Linked DNA regions of Mus musculus: region 2 is linked to region 1. Evidence: chromatin contacts called from public promoter capture Hi-C data. All regions are on one chromosome and are shown on one strand. Each heading gives the region's core, a stretch centred on a gene start, on an enhancer-like site or on the middle of the called end of the contact. The rest is flanking DNA. Distances are from core to core; before and after follow the strand shown.

What was found. Promoter capture Hi-C pulls out the DNA fragments that hold promoters and counts their contacts.
Region 2: a promoter capture Hi-C map of liver shows a contact between it and region 1, with 5 times the contacts expected there. The contact joins the enhancer-like site here to the promoter of Capsl in region 1. A contact is called at or near these places in 9 of 39 promoter capture datasets (the 3T3-L1 cell line, the C10 cell line, cranial neural crest and 4 more) and 1 of 9 other capture datasets (adipose tissue).

Annotation. Positions count from the first base shown.
Region 1 is chr15:9,434,179-9,442,034 of GRCm38.p6, forward strand. It overlaps Capsl (calcyphosine-like), which reads left to right and starts at 1,850. Exons shown (of 5, transcript NM_029341.1): 1 at 1,850-1,989.
Region 2 is chr15:10,398,429-10,405,473 of GRCm38.p6, forward strand. Agxt2 (alanine-glyoxylate aminotransferase 2) reads left to right here. Exons shown (of 14, transcript NM_001310735.1): 12 at 586-735; 13 at 2,019-2,117. Among named protein-coding and RNA genes, the nearest start is that of Gm52213, 20 kb to the right of the region's middle. Within about 2 kb of position 1,558, at least 11 of the 459 cell types and tissues checked have an H3K27ac peak or open chromatin away from gene starts, as enhancers often do. A contact at or near this core is called in liver, where this site is marked.

The DNA of each region.
Region 1 (7,856 bases), core at 600-3,099:
GCCTCTGGATGTGTAGCTGTGCTAATATTTTATATACAGAACATATTAAAATAGAAAAAATGGTTGAGTGTTTAAAATAAAACATATATGGAAAAGATCGTACTTCTCTTCAGCATTTTTATAACCATGAAAAACATAAAAATGAAAATCTATCATGACAGTTGAGAGATTTTTATTTAGTTTTTAGATTTTCAGATGGAAGAGAAATATATTACAAATGACCTTGCAATGCATTATCTGTATTTCATAGTGGTGCAGATTATCATTTGAGAATGTATTAACTTGGCATAGGATTGAGAAAATGAGTAAATAATTTGGAAATGTTGAGAGGTTTCATAGCTACTAAAAAGAGAATCAGAAATGTGGTTTGAAAAGAGCAGTAGCATTACTGTATGGGCTTAAGAGCTGATCAAGAATTCATAATTTTATTTGATAAAGATAGGAAGAGCTCAACACAGAGGTACAGAGAAGTGATTTTTATAATCACAGTTAACCTGTTTATTCTCTAGATCTGACCAAATACACACACACACACACACACACATCCCAAACAAACAAACAAACCCAGCAGTCTTTTATTAGCAAGGAGTGGGCCTAGGCACCATATTCTAATCTCTAAATAGGATTTCCCATGAGGAGCTATGATGCCTTGGGAAACTGTGATTGGAAGAACCCATTTCCTGCACTCTAGTCCAGACCCTTCTGTCTACCTGACTTCACTCCACCCTAATCACATCCAACTTCTAGACCCATCCTTTCTTCTGCTCAGGGCCAAACTATTTGCTGATGATACATCCTGGGAGAGGAGAACGATTGTCTTCAGCCATATATCCACTGGTGACCTCACCAGGCTCCAATGGATGGTTCCAATCCAATGATTACACAGCCCTCCTTAAACTAAATCGGACCAAAACAAGACAGAGAGGCATGAATCTGGAAGTGAGAAGCATACTGAATCCCTGCCCGTGTCCGCACTTTCCCTTAATTTGTTAAATACCATGCCCTACTGGAAGGAGACTTGGAAAGAGACTAAGGGAAGTTTTGAGGCAAGTGATTATTAATGTTGAATAAATCTCATTTGATGTTTATGTCAAATCTCAGAAATTATACTGTTCATTTGAATGATATTAAAAATCAACTACCACACTTGTCTGAGTAAAATGTGTAACAGGAAGTGGACCAGAGGCCTTTCTAGAAAGTTCTGTTCCTAGTTTTTTGGATGACTCCAGGGTAGATGGAGCCTGGGGATGGGAGTGTGGTAGGCCGTTGGATGTTACAGATACTCAGGGTAGAAAATGTGGCTTAATTTACTCCCAAAGCAAACAACAAGCCTGCTTTTGCTCTGGCAAACATATTGCTAAGAACAAGTGTGGAGCTAATAGAGAACAAAGGGTAAAGTTACAGAAGCTAAAACACCGTGGGGAAAGGTATCTTCTTAGTGTGTGAATGTAGAATTTAAAAAACGAGGGCATTGCCTATAATTGCTGCTACTTGCTCCTAAGGGTTGTGGTTTCCTGATTCACCTGGCAATAAGTCACCAGGGAGACAGCCTTGTAGAGTCAGAAGGGAGCCGCCTGAAGCAAGTATGGCAATTTATCAAGCATTTCCTTTTAAAACGTGGGATACCAGTTTTGATGCTGTTTTAGAAACCAAACAATTGCCAGTAGAACTTCCGCCTACCATTTCTTCCAGAACAAACAGCTTGTTGGGTTTTCACAGTCACTGGGATTTCCTAGGTAACGAGGAGTGTAAACTTGAGAAAAGGCAGAACCAGCATATGAATGACAGCGAGCGGAGCCAATCAGAGCATGACTTTGCTTCAGCGTTCCCAGGCTATCCAATTAGAACTGAAAGCCTTGAAAGGCCAGGACAGCAAAGGAAGACAGGTAAGAGGGAGACACAGGACCATGGGAGGAGACTAGAGTCCCCAGGGCCAGAAGTCCAGAGTTTCACCGTGAAGCAGCCTGCGGCTACAGACGAGCATTTCAGGTAATTCAATGCTTTCATTTGTTTAATTCACTGTCACTGTTTTTGTTTCATTTTTAAGATGAGGATCTCTTATCTAAAAAGAAAAGTTAAAAGTCAGTGAGAATGCATGTCCTGACGAAGCCATCCCTAGACTCTCAGTGCACAAAGAGCACAGCTGGTCCCCAGGTGTAGACTTTTGGAATAGATGCTTAGACAAAAATCAATTTCATTTAGCAAAGGCAAAAGAGATAACACTTTCAGAGTGGTGCCTATTTGCTGGGTCATTGGATGAGAAGTTTCTTTGATGACTTGCAGTAACTATCCCGATGGCCACAGACAAAACAGAGCTTAGAATTCTGTCTCCAACTCACAAAATGATCAACAGATTTAGCATTATTCCCATTTATTCTGTGAGATAAGTTTGTACTGATTATACCACATCCTGTGAATCCATGACAGATGCAGGATAAAAATTTAGAGTTTTTAATTTAGCGTTTTTTTTTTGTTGTTGTTGTTACTTGAGAATTGAATACATTAGTACTATATTTATTTAATATCTACCCTCCACTCTCCACTCTTTAAATTCATGGCCTCTTCTTTTTTAATTCTCTCCCTTCTCCCCCCTCTCTGTTTCACACACACGCACACATACACACACACAGGCACGCACACACACACACACACAGTGAGCTTATTTAGTGATGCCCATGAGTACATGCATGTAAGACTGACTGCTTCGTGTGAGATGCGTTATCCAGAAAGTCCTCCCTATAGAAAATGGATTCTCTCTGTCTCAGCAGCCATTGATTGACTGGAGCTCTTTTTTCTTATGATTAAAAAAACAGAAAACCAAAAATCACTTCTTTGAGATCATAACTGTATTATGCCCCCATCCCTTAACCTCTCCAATCCTTCCCATATGCCCTCTTTGCTCTGTTTAAAATTGGCCATGTGTTTCTTTTTTTTTTTTCATTTTTTATTAGGTATTTAGCTCATTTACATTTCCAATGCTATACCAAAAGTCCCCCATACCGACCCACCCCCACTCCCCTACCCGCCCACTCCCCCTTTTTGGCCCTGGCGTTCCCCTGTACTGGGGCATATAAAGTTTGCAAGTCCAATGGGCCTCTCTTTCCAGTGATGGCCGACTAGGCCATCTTTTGATACATATGCAGCTAGAGTCAAGAGCTCCGGGGTACTGGTTAGTTCAAAATGTTGATCCACCTATAGGGTTGAGATCCCTTTAGCTCCTTGGGTACTTTCTCTAGCTCCTCCATTGGGAGCCCTGTGATCCATCCATTAGTTGACTGTGGGCATCCACTTATGTGTTTGCTAGGCCCCGGCATAGTCTCACAAGAGACAGCTACATCTGGGTCCTTTCGATAAAATCTTGCTAGTGTATGCAATGGTGTCAGCGTTTGGATGCTGATTATGGGGTGGATCCCTGGATAAGGCAGTCTCTACATGGTCCATCCTTTCATCTCAGCTCCAAACTTTGTCTCTGTAACTCCTTCCAAGGGTGTTTTGTTCCCACTTCTAAGGAGGGGCATAGTGTCCACACTTCAGTCTTCATTTTTCTTGAGTTTCATGTGTTTAGGAAATTGTATCTTATATCTTGGGTAGCCTAGGTTTTGGGCTAATATCCACTTATCAGTGAGTACATATTATGTGAGTTCCTTTGTGAATGTGTTACCTCACTCAGGATGATGCCCTCCAGGTCCATCCATTTGGCTAGGAATTTCATAAATTCATTCTTTTTAATAGCTGAGTAGTACTCCATTGTGTAGATGTACCACATTTTCTGTATCCATTCCTCTGTTGAGGGGCATCTGGGTTCTTTCCAGCTTCTGGCTATTATAAATAAGGCTGCTATGAACATAGTGGAGCATGTGTCCTTCTTACCAGTTGGGGCATCTTCTGGATATATGCCCAGGAGAGGTATTGCTGGATCCTCCGGTAGTACTATGTCCAATTTTCTGAGGAACCGCCAGACTGATTTCCAGAGTGGTTGTACAAGCCTGCAATCCCACCAACAATGGAGGAGTGTTCCTCTTTCTCCACATCCTCGCCAGCATCTGCTGTCACCTGAATTTTTGATCTTAGCCATTCTGACTGGTGTGAGGTGGAATCTCAGGGTTGTTTTGATTTGCATTTCCCTGATGATTAAGGATGTTGAACATTTTTTCAGGTGCTTCTCTGCCATTCGGTATTCCTCAGGTGAGAATTCTTTGTTCAGTTCTGAGCCCCATTTTTTAATGGGGTTGTTTGATTTTCTGAAGTCCACCTTCTTGAGTTCTTTATATATGTTGGATATTAGTCCCCTATCTGATTTAGGATAGGTAAAGATCCTTTCCCAATCTGTTGGTGGTCTCTTTGTCTTATTGACGGTGTCTTTTGCCTTGCAGAAACTTTGGAGTTTCATTAGGTCCCATTTGTCAATTCTCGATCTTACAGCACAAGCCATTGCTGTTCTGTTCAGGAATTTTTCCCCTGTGCCCATATCTTCAAGGCTTTTCCCCACTTTCTCCTCGATAAGTTTCAGTGTCTCTGGTTTTATGTGAAGTTCTTTGAGCCATTTAGATTTGACCTTAGTACAAGGAGATAAGTATGGATCGATTCGCATTCTTCTACATGATAACAACCAGTTGTGCCAGCACCAATTGTTGAAAATGCTGTCTTTCTTCCACTGGATGGTTTTAGCTCCCTTGTCGAAATCAAGTGACCATAGGTGTGTGGGTTCATTTCTGGGTCTTCAATTCTATTCCATTGGTCTACTTGTCTGTCTCTATACCAGTACCATGCAGTTTTTACCACAATTGCTCTGTAGTAAAGCTTTAGGTCAGGCATGGTGATTCCACCAGAGGTTCTTTTATCCTTGAGAAGAGCTTTTGCTATCCTAGGTTTTTTGTTATTCCAGATGAATTTGCAAATTGCTCCTTCTAATTCGTTGAAGAATTGAGTTGGAATTTTGATGGGGATTTCATTGAATCTGTAGATTGCTTTTGGCAAGATAGCCATTTTTACAATGTTGATCCTGCCAATCCATGAGCATGGGAGATCTTTCCATCTTCTGAGATCTTCTTTAATTTCTTTCTTCAGAGACTTGAAGTTTTTATCATACAGATCTTTCACTTCCTTAGTTAGAGTCACACCGAGATATTTTATATTATTTGTGACTATTGAGAAGGGTGTTGTTTCCCTGATTTCTTTCTCAGCCTGTTTATTCTTTGTGTAGAGAAAGGCCATTGACTTGTTTGAGTTAATTTTATATCCAGCTACTTCACCGAAGCTGTTTATCAGGTTTAGGAGTTCTCTGGTGGAATTTTTCGGGTCACTTATATATACTATCATATCATCTGCAAAAAGTGATATTTTAACTTCCTCCTTTCCAATTTGTATCCTCTTGATCTCCTTTTGTTGTCGAATTGCTCTGGCTAATACTTCAAGTACTATGTTGAAAAGGTAGGGAGAAAGTGGGCAGCCTTGTCTAGTCCCTGATTTTAGTGGGATTGCTTCCAGCTTCTCTCCGTTTACTTTGATGTTGGCTATTGGTTTGCTGTAGATTGCTTTTATTATGTTTAGGTATGGGCCTTGAATTCCTGATCTTTCCAGAACTTTTATCATGAATGGGTGTTGGATCTTGTCAAATGCTTTTTCTGCATCCAACGAGATGATCATGTGGTTTTTGTCTTTGAGTTTGTTTATATAGTGGATTACATTGATGGATTTTCGTATATTAAACCATCCCTGCATTCCTGGAATAAAACCTACTTGGTCAGGATGGATGATTGCTTTAATGTGTTCTTGGATTCGGTTAGCGAGAATTTTATTGAGGATTTTTGCATCGATATTCATAAGAGAAATTGGTCTGAAGTTCTCTATCTTTGTTGGATCTTTCTGTGGTTTAGGTATCAGAGTAATAGTGGCTTCATAAAATGAGTTGGGTAGAGTACTTTCTACTTCTATCTTGTGAAAAAGTTTGTGCAGAACTGGAATTAGATCTTCTTTGAAGGTCTGATAGAACTCTGCACTACACCCGTCTGGTCCTGGGCTTTTTTTGGCTGGGAGACTATTTATAACTGCTTCTATTTCTTTAGGGGATATGGGACTGTTTAGAAGGTCACCTTGATCCTGATTCAACTTTGGTACCTGGTATCTGTCCAGAAATTTGTCCATTTCGTCCAGGTTTTCTAGTTTTGTTGAGTATAGCCTTTTGTAGAAGGATCTGATGGTGTTTTGGATTTCTTCAGGATCTGTTGTTATGTCTCCCTTTTCAGTTCTGATTTTGTTAATTAGGATTTTGTCTCTGTGCCCTCTAGTGAGTCTAGCTAAGGGTTTATCTATCTTGTTGATTTTCTCAAAGAACCAACTCCTCGTTTGGTTAATTCTTTGAATAGTTCTTCTTGTTTCCACTTGGTTGATTTCACCCCTGAGTTTGATTATTTCCTGCCGTCTACTCCTCTTGGGTGAATTTGCTTCCTTTTTTTCTAGAGCTTTTAGATGTGTTGTCAAGCTGCTCGTATGTGCTCTCTCCCGTTTCTTCTTGGAGGCACTCAGAGCTATGAGTTTCCCTCTTAGAAATGCTTTCATTGTGTCCCAAAGGTTTGGGTACGTTGTGGCTTCATTTTCATTAAACTCTAAAAAGTCTTTAATTTCTTTCTTTATTCCTTCCTTGACCAAGGTATCATTGAGAAGAGTGTTGTTCAGTTTCCACGTAAGTGTTGGCTTTCTGTTATTTTTTTTGTTATTGAAGATCAGCCTTAGTGCATGGTGATCTGATAGGATACATGGGACAATTTCAATATTTTTGAATCTGTTGAGGCCTGTTTTGTGACCTATTATGTGGTCAATTTTGGAGAAGGTACCATGAGGTGCTGAGAAGAAGGTATATCCTTTTGTTTTAGGATAAAATGTTCTGTAGATATCTGTCAGATCCATTTGTTTCATCACTTCTGTTAGTTTCAGTGTGTCCCTGTTTAGTTTCTGTTTCCATGATCTGTCCATTGGTGAAAGTGGTGTGTTGAAGTCTCCCACTATTATTGTGTGAGGTGCAATGTGTGCTTTGAGCTTTACTAAAGTGTCTTTAATGAATGTGGCTGCCCTTGTATTTGGCGCATAGATATTCAGAATTGAGAGTTCCTCTTGGAGGATTTTACCTTTGATGAGAACAAAGTGCCCCTCCTTGTCTTTTTTGATGACTTTGGGTTGGAAGTCAATCTTATCAGATATTAGGATGGCTACTCCAGCTTATTTCTTCATACCATTTGCTTGGAAAATTGTTTTCCAGCCTTTTATTCTGAGGTAGTGTCTATCTTTTTCTCTGAGATGTGTCTCCTGTAAACAGCAAAATGTTGGGTCTTGTTTGTGTAGCCAGTTTGTTAGTCTATGTCTTTTTATTGGGGAGTTGAGACCATTGATGTTAAGAGATATTAAGGAAAAGTAATTGTTGCTTCCTGTTATTTTTGTTGTTAAAGTTGGCATTCTGTTCTTGTGGCTGTCTTCTTTTAGGTTTGTTGAGGGATTACCTTCTTGTTTTTTCTAGGGCATTGTTCCCGTTCTTGTATTGGTTTTTTTCTGTTATTAACCTTTGAAGGGCTGGATTCGTGGAGAGATAATGTGTGAATTTGGTTTTGTCGTGGAATACTTTGGTTTCTCCATCTATGGTAATTGAGAGTTTGGCTGGGTATAGTAGCCTGGGCTGGAATTTGTGTTCTCTTAGTGTCTGTATAACATCTGTCCAGGCTCTTCTGGCTTTCATAGTCTCTGGTGAAAAATCTGGTGTAATTCTGATAGGCTTGCCTTTGTATGTTACTTGACCTTTTTCCCTTACTGCTTTTAATATTCTATCTTTATTTAGTGCATTTGTTGTTCTGATTATTATGTGTCGG
Region 2 (7,045 bases), core at 308-2,807, 960 kb after region 1:
TGTACACAGAAACAAACAAACAAAACAAAAAAATTTAAGATTTTTTTTTTAAACAAAAAAATCACTATGAGTGGGAGTTAGGTGAAAATCTTTTTAATATCTCAGGTTTCCTAGCTGTGGATACACCTGTGGCTCGGCTAAGGGGTGCAGGGCCCCTATACTGGAGTGTTTGGACTGTGCAAACCTACATGTGGCCTAGGGAAGTCACTGTCTCCCACAGGAAAGGTGCCTGTGGGACTCCTCCCACAGTTCATTTGCTATTGTCTTCACAGTTCGCCAACACTCAGCAAAACCTGGAAAAATGAACTTCCACATTATGGAATATATATTGCTGACAGTTCTTAAAGCCTTGCTTGCCTCTACAGGTGAACAGGTTCAGGGAAATCCCCTTTACCAAGATGGTTTCATTCCTTACAGTAGATTTTTATTTGGTCCATGGTATGTCCACACCAGACCATCTTCTAGGTCCTGTTTATCAAGTGAAGTTACTGTAAAGACCATGGTATATATTTTATCTTTCTGGGCTTCTCTGTCAAACCTTCAACTTTTGCCTTGTAAAAGTATGTAGGGGCTGTCTCTCCACAGGTGATTGAAGAAGAAAATCTCCAGAGAAACAGTCAAGAAGTTGGCACCTACATGCTGCTGAAGTTTGCTAAGCTTCGGGACGAATTTGATATCGTTGGGGATGTCCGAGGCAAAGGCCTTATGGTGGGGATAGAGATGGTTCAAGACAAGGTAATGATCTGCTGTTGGTTGGGTGGCTGCCTGGGTCCAGTAGCAAGTAAAGGAGAAAGCTAACAGGGTCTAGCACTTACAGCACTTACAACTTATTTAAACTATAAATAGCTGTCAGTTATTATACATAATACACTACTTAGGTCCACAGAAAAGGTAGAAAGCCCTGAGGGGAAGCAAGCCAAGTGTACTGAGAAGAGCTCTCCTGAGCAGGATTGAGGTTTAGTCATCTACATCAAGGAAGCCAGACCTCGTGGTGATGTTTGCTATCTGTGAAGGGTAAAGGGGGAGACAAGGGGCAGCAAAAGCACCTAAGACTACTAAAGAAGATTGGCAAGGTTCCCAAGACAGCTACCTAAGGACCATTTTAAAAATACACATCCTAAGCCTTTTCCAAATATTCAAATTTTTCCGACTGTGGTAGGCCCATATTTTTGTGTATAAAAGGCCCCCAGGGAAGCATGCTTACACTATACTCAGAATTAAAATGAATTAACTAGAGGGAAATATTCATGTTCGTAGACTGGGAGTAGAGCTTTCATCCACAGAAAGGATGTAAACTCCAGCCCAATATCACCAACGTTAGAATAGCATGCCTGAGCCCTGCACAAAGGACCAACCTCAGGCCCTAGAATCTGACATGGCCTCTTAGCTCCCAGCTCTTACTGTTCCTGACCCTGAAGGGGTGGAGCCTTAGGAAAAGAGCAAATTCAACAAACATGGAAGATATTTGGCTCCACACCAGCTCCATGGCCATGCTGTAGCCCTGGAAACGCTTAGCTGCATGTGCCCTTACACAACTTCTGAGCCACTTGCTAGACTTTGGAATGGACTCTTCAGTTACACAGAGCATTGCAGAGTTGAAGAGGATTTCAACACAAACAAAGCAGATCTCTAACTAGCTATTAAAAGATCAGCCCCACCCCCACCTTCATGCCCACCCCCAACCCTGCCCAGAGTAGCCATTAGCAGAGCCAAGGTTCACTTACCCCGACTTGCATGGAATGCATGGATGGAATTTCACTTTGTCTTTGGGGATTTTTAGATGACATAGAATAAAGCAAATGTTTTCCATGCTCACCCCCACCCCGACCCCTCAAAACTCTCTGGTTCAGCAATTAACAATTTTGTTTCATTAGGGGGACATTGATTGCTTGAGTTTTGTTGTGGTTTTCCTCGGGTCTCCTGCCTTGTTAAATAATTTTTCTAACAATTCAAACACAAAATAGAAGACATTCCTTTTTTCTTTTTTTCTTTTTTTTTCTTTTTTAATGTATTCACAGATAAGCCGACAACCTCTTCCTAAAACAGAAGTCAATCAAATCCATGAGGACTGCAAAGACATGGGGCTCCTAGTGGGTAGAGGTGGTAATTTTTCTCAGGTAAGAGAATGGCTGCCTCTGAGCTAGAGTCTCCCTGATAGGGCACCTGGTTATGCTTCCTCCACATTATGATAATGCTTGCATGTAGTAAAAAGAAAGAGACAAAAGCTTGTAGCCACTAGAGGGGGATGTGGTAAAGTGATTCCATTATCCATGGTCTTGAAGGCAAAAGAGAGGCATAGAAAGGCCACACGAACTAACCAGACAATTCACAGCATGGGTGATAATAGAACCATGACACTCACATAACGTATACATATTACATACATATGTATTGTATTGAGTATTAATTACTTCTAACCCCTGAGAAAACAATGACAGTCATTCTTCACTCAGTCCTGAAGTCTGACTTTGTGAACCTGGTGTTTTCGTGGTCATTAGAGCATACAGCAATCTAAGATCCATGGCTGCCCTGTATGATCCTAGAAAGAGAGATCAAGGACCAGCCTCAAACATAGTCCCTGATGCAGAACTCAAGATCAGCCCCTCAGTGTCCTTCACCCTCCCCTAGAATAATCCAAAACAGAGCTCACCTTACCCCTTTCTGGAAGTTATGCTCACTCTATCAGGAGCCTGGTCTGACCCTAATGCTACAATAAGATGCTGCTGCTGTTACTGCTACTGCTGTTGTTTTTGTTGTTGCTACTGCTGCTGCTGTAGCACAATACAATCTGCCTCTAAATCTCATGTCATTCACCAGGGTGGGCTCAGGTATGGAAGTGACTTCTGCTCCCTGCAAATATTCTGTTTTCTTCCTCTTAATTTTTACCACTTCAAAAACCTTTTCTTTTATGAAACATGGTCATTGCACATATTTAGGGAGTGTGCCGTGATGTTTTGATGTGTGTACATTAGGATGTTCAAGAGATGATGCTGCCCCAGTACAGGGGAACGCCAGGGCCAAAAAAGGGGAGTGGGTGGGTAGGGGAGTGGGGGTTGGTGGCTATGGGGGACTTTTGGTATAGCATTGGAAATGTAAATGAGCTAAATACCTAATTAAAAATGGAAAAAAAAAAAGAGATGATGCTGCAATCAGGAGCACAAGTCCCTTCCGGTCCACTCCAGCACCGGGGTGCCTTACCCGCGGAGTCTCCGGACACCCGCAAGGACCCACACAGGATCCCCCACGAGATCCTAAGACCTCTGGTGAGTGGAACACAGGATCTGCTCCAATCCAATCGCACAGGACCTGAGACTGCATTAACTAGGGAAGCAGATAACCTGGCCTGATCAGGGGCACAAGTCCCTTCCAGTCCACTCCAGCACCGTGGTTCCTTGCGCGGGGAGTTTCCAGACACCCCCAAGGTCCTCACAGGACCCTCCAAGGGATCTTAAGACCTCTGGTGAGGGGAACACAACTTCTGCCAGGAGGCAGGTTCGAACACCAGATATCTGGGCACCTTCCCTGCAAGAAGAGAGCTTGCCTGCAGAGAATACTCTGACCACTGAAACTAAGGAGAGAGCTAGTCTCCCAGGTCTGCTGATGGAGGCTAACAGAGTCACCTGAGGAACAAGCTCTTACCAGAGACAACTATAACAACTAGCTTCAGAGACTATCAGATGGCAAAAGGCAAACATAAGAATCCTACTAACAGAAATCAAGATCACTCACCATCATCAGAAGGCAGCACTCTCACCCCACCTAGTCCTGGGCACCCCAACACACCCGAAAAGCAAGACCTGGATTTAAAAGCATATCTCATGATGATGGTAGAGGACATCAAGAAAGACTTTAATAACTCACTTAAAGAAATACAGGAGAACACAGCTAAACAGGTAGAAGACCTTAAAGAGGAAACACAAAAATTCCTTAAAGAATTGCAGGAAAACACGACCAAACAGGTGATGGAATTGAATAAAACCATCCAAGACATAAAAAGGGAAGTAGACACAATAAAGAAAACCCAAAGTGAGGCAACGCTGGAGATAGAAAACTTAGGAAAGAAATCTGGAACCATAGATGCGAGCATCAGCAACTGAATACAAGAGATGGAAGAGACAATCTCAGGTGCAGAAGATTCCATAGAGAACATCGGCACAACAATCAAAGAAAATACAAAATCAAAAAGATCCTAACTCAAAACATCCAGGAAATCCAGGACACAATGAGAAGACCAAACCTACGGATAATAGGAGTTGATGAGAATGAAGATTTTCAACTTAAAGGGCCAGCAAATATCTTCAACAAAATTATAGAAGAAAGCTTCCCAAACCTAAGGAATGACATGCCCATGAACATACAAGAAGCCTACAGAACTCCAAATAGACTGGACCAGAAAAGAAATTCCTCCTGACACATAATAATCAGAACAACAAATGCACTAAATAAAGAGAGAATATTAAAAGCAGTAAGGGAAAAGGTCAAGTAACATATAAAAGCAGGCCTATCAGAATTACACCAGACTTTTCACCAGAGACTATGAAAGCCAGAAGAGCCTGGACAGATGTTATACAGACACTAAGAGAACACAAATGCCAGCCCAGGCTACTATACCCGGCCAAACTCTCAATTACCATAGATGGAGAAACCAAAGTATTCCACGACAAAACCATATTCACACATTATCTTTCCATGAATCCAGCCTTTCAAAGGATAATAACAGAAAACAACCAATACAAGGACGGAAATCATGCCCTAGAAAAAGCAAGAAAGTAATCCCTCAACAAACCAAAAGGAAGACAGCCACAAGAACAGAATGCCAACTCTAACAAAAAAAATAAAAGGAAGCAACAATTACTTTTCCTTAATATTTCTTAATATCAATAGACTCAATTCCCCAATAAAAAGACATAGACTAACAGACTGGATACACAAACAGGACCCAACATTCTGCTGCTTACAGGAAACCCATCTGTAGAAGAATGTGAATTGATCCATTCCTATCTCCTTGTACTAAGGTCAAATCTAAGTGGATCAAGGAACTCCACATAAAACCAGAGACACTGAAACTTATAGAGGAGAAAGTGGGGAAAAGCCTCGAAGATATGGACACAGGGGGAAAATTCCTGAATAGAACAGCAATGGCTTGTGCTGTAAGATTGAGAATTGACAAATGGGACCTCATGAAACTAAAAAGCTTCTGCAAGGCAAAAGACACTGTCAATAAGACAAAAAGGCCACCAACAGATTGGGAAAAGATCTTTACCTATCCTAAATCAGATAGGGGACTAATATCCAATATATATAAAGAACTCAAGAAGGTGGACTCCAGTAAATCAAATAACCCCATTAAAAAATGGGGCTCAGAGCTAAACAAAGAATTCTCACCTGAGGAATGCACAATGGCTGAGAAGCACCTAAAAATGCTGAGCATCCTTAATCATCAGAGAAATGTAAATCAAAACAACCCTGAGATTCCATCTCACACCAGTCAGAATGGCTAAGATCAAAAATTCAGGTGACAGCAGATTCTGGCGAGGATGTGGAGAAAGAGGAACACTCCTTCATTGTTGGTGGGATTGCAAGCTTGTACAACCACTCTGGAAATCAGTCTGGCGGTTCCTCAGAAAATTGGACATAGTACTACTGGAGGATACCTCTCCTGGGCATATATCCAGAAGATGTCCCAACCGGTAAGAAGGACACATGCTCCACTATGTTCATAGCAGCCTTATTTATAATAGCCAGAAGCTGGAAAGAACCCAGATGCCCCTCAACAGAGGAATGGATACAAAAAATGTGGTACATTTACACAATGGAGCACTACTCAGCTATTAAAAAGAATGAATTTAAGAAATTTTTAGGCAAATGGTTAGACCTGGAGGGCATCATCCTGAGTGAGGTAACACAATCACAAAAGAACTCAAAGGATATGTACTCACTAATAAGTGGATATTAGCCCAGAAACTTAATATACCCGAGATATAAGAGACAATTTGTAAAACACATGAAGCTTAAGAAGAATGAAGACCAAAGTGTGGACACTTTGCCCCTTCTTAGAATTGGAAATAATCACCCATGGAAGGAGTTACAGAGACCAAGTTTGGAGCTGAAACAAAAGGACGGACCATCTAGAGACTGCCATATCCAGGGATCCATCCCATAATTAGCCTCCAAATGATGACACCATTGCATACACTAGCAAGCGTTTGCTGAAAGGACCCTGATATAGCTGTCTCTTGTGAGACTAGGCCGGGGCCTAGCAAACACATAAGTGGATGCTCACAGTCAGCTATTGGATGGAGCACAGGGCCCCCAATGGAGGAGCTAGAGAAAGTACCCAAGGAGCTAAAGAGATCTGCAACCCTGTAGGTGCAACAATCTTATGAACTAACCAGTACCCTGGAGCTCTTGACTCTAGCTGCATATGTATCAAAAGATGGCCTAGTAGGCCATCCCTGGAAAGAGAGGCCCATTGGACTTGCAAACTTTATATGCCCCAATACAGGGGAACGCCAGGGCCAAAAAGTGGGAATGGGTGGGTATGGGAGTGGGGGGGGAGTGTATGGGGGACTTTTGGGATAGCATTGGAAATGTAATTGAGGAAAATACGTAATAAAAAAAATATTAAAAAAAAAGGAGATGATGCTGATTTGTCTCCTCATGTACTACCGTGTGGCTTGTAATGAAAACACATTCCACATTTCTTCTGGACTTTTAAAATATACAGTGCATTGCTGCTATATTTAGTCACTCCAGTGTCGAATAGAACACCAGGCTCCTTTCTTTATAAAATGTGACTTGATAGTTTTACCCCGTTTAAAAACTCCTTGTTCTTCCCATGGTCCTGCTCCCTTCCTGTCTGACACACTGAATACTGAAAGATCCACTTCCTGTCTTTGTTTTTTATTGGATATTTTGTTTATTTACATTTCAAGTGTTATCACCTTTCCTTGTTTCCCTCCCTCCCAGAAACCCCCTATCACATTTTCCCTCCCCCTGCTTCTTGGAGAGTGTTCTGCCACCCACCCACCCACTCCTACCTCCC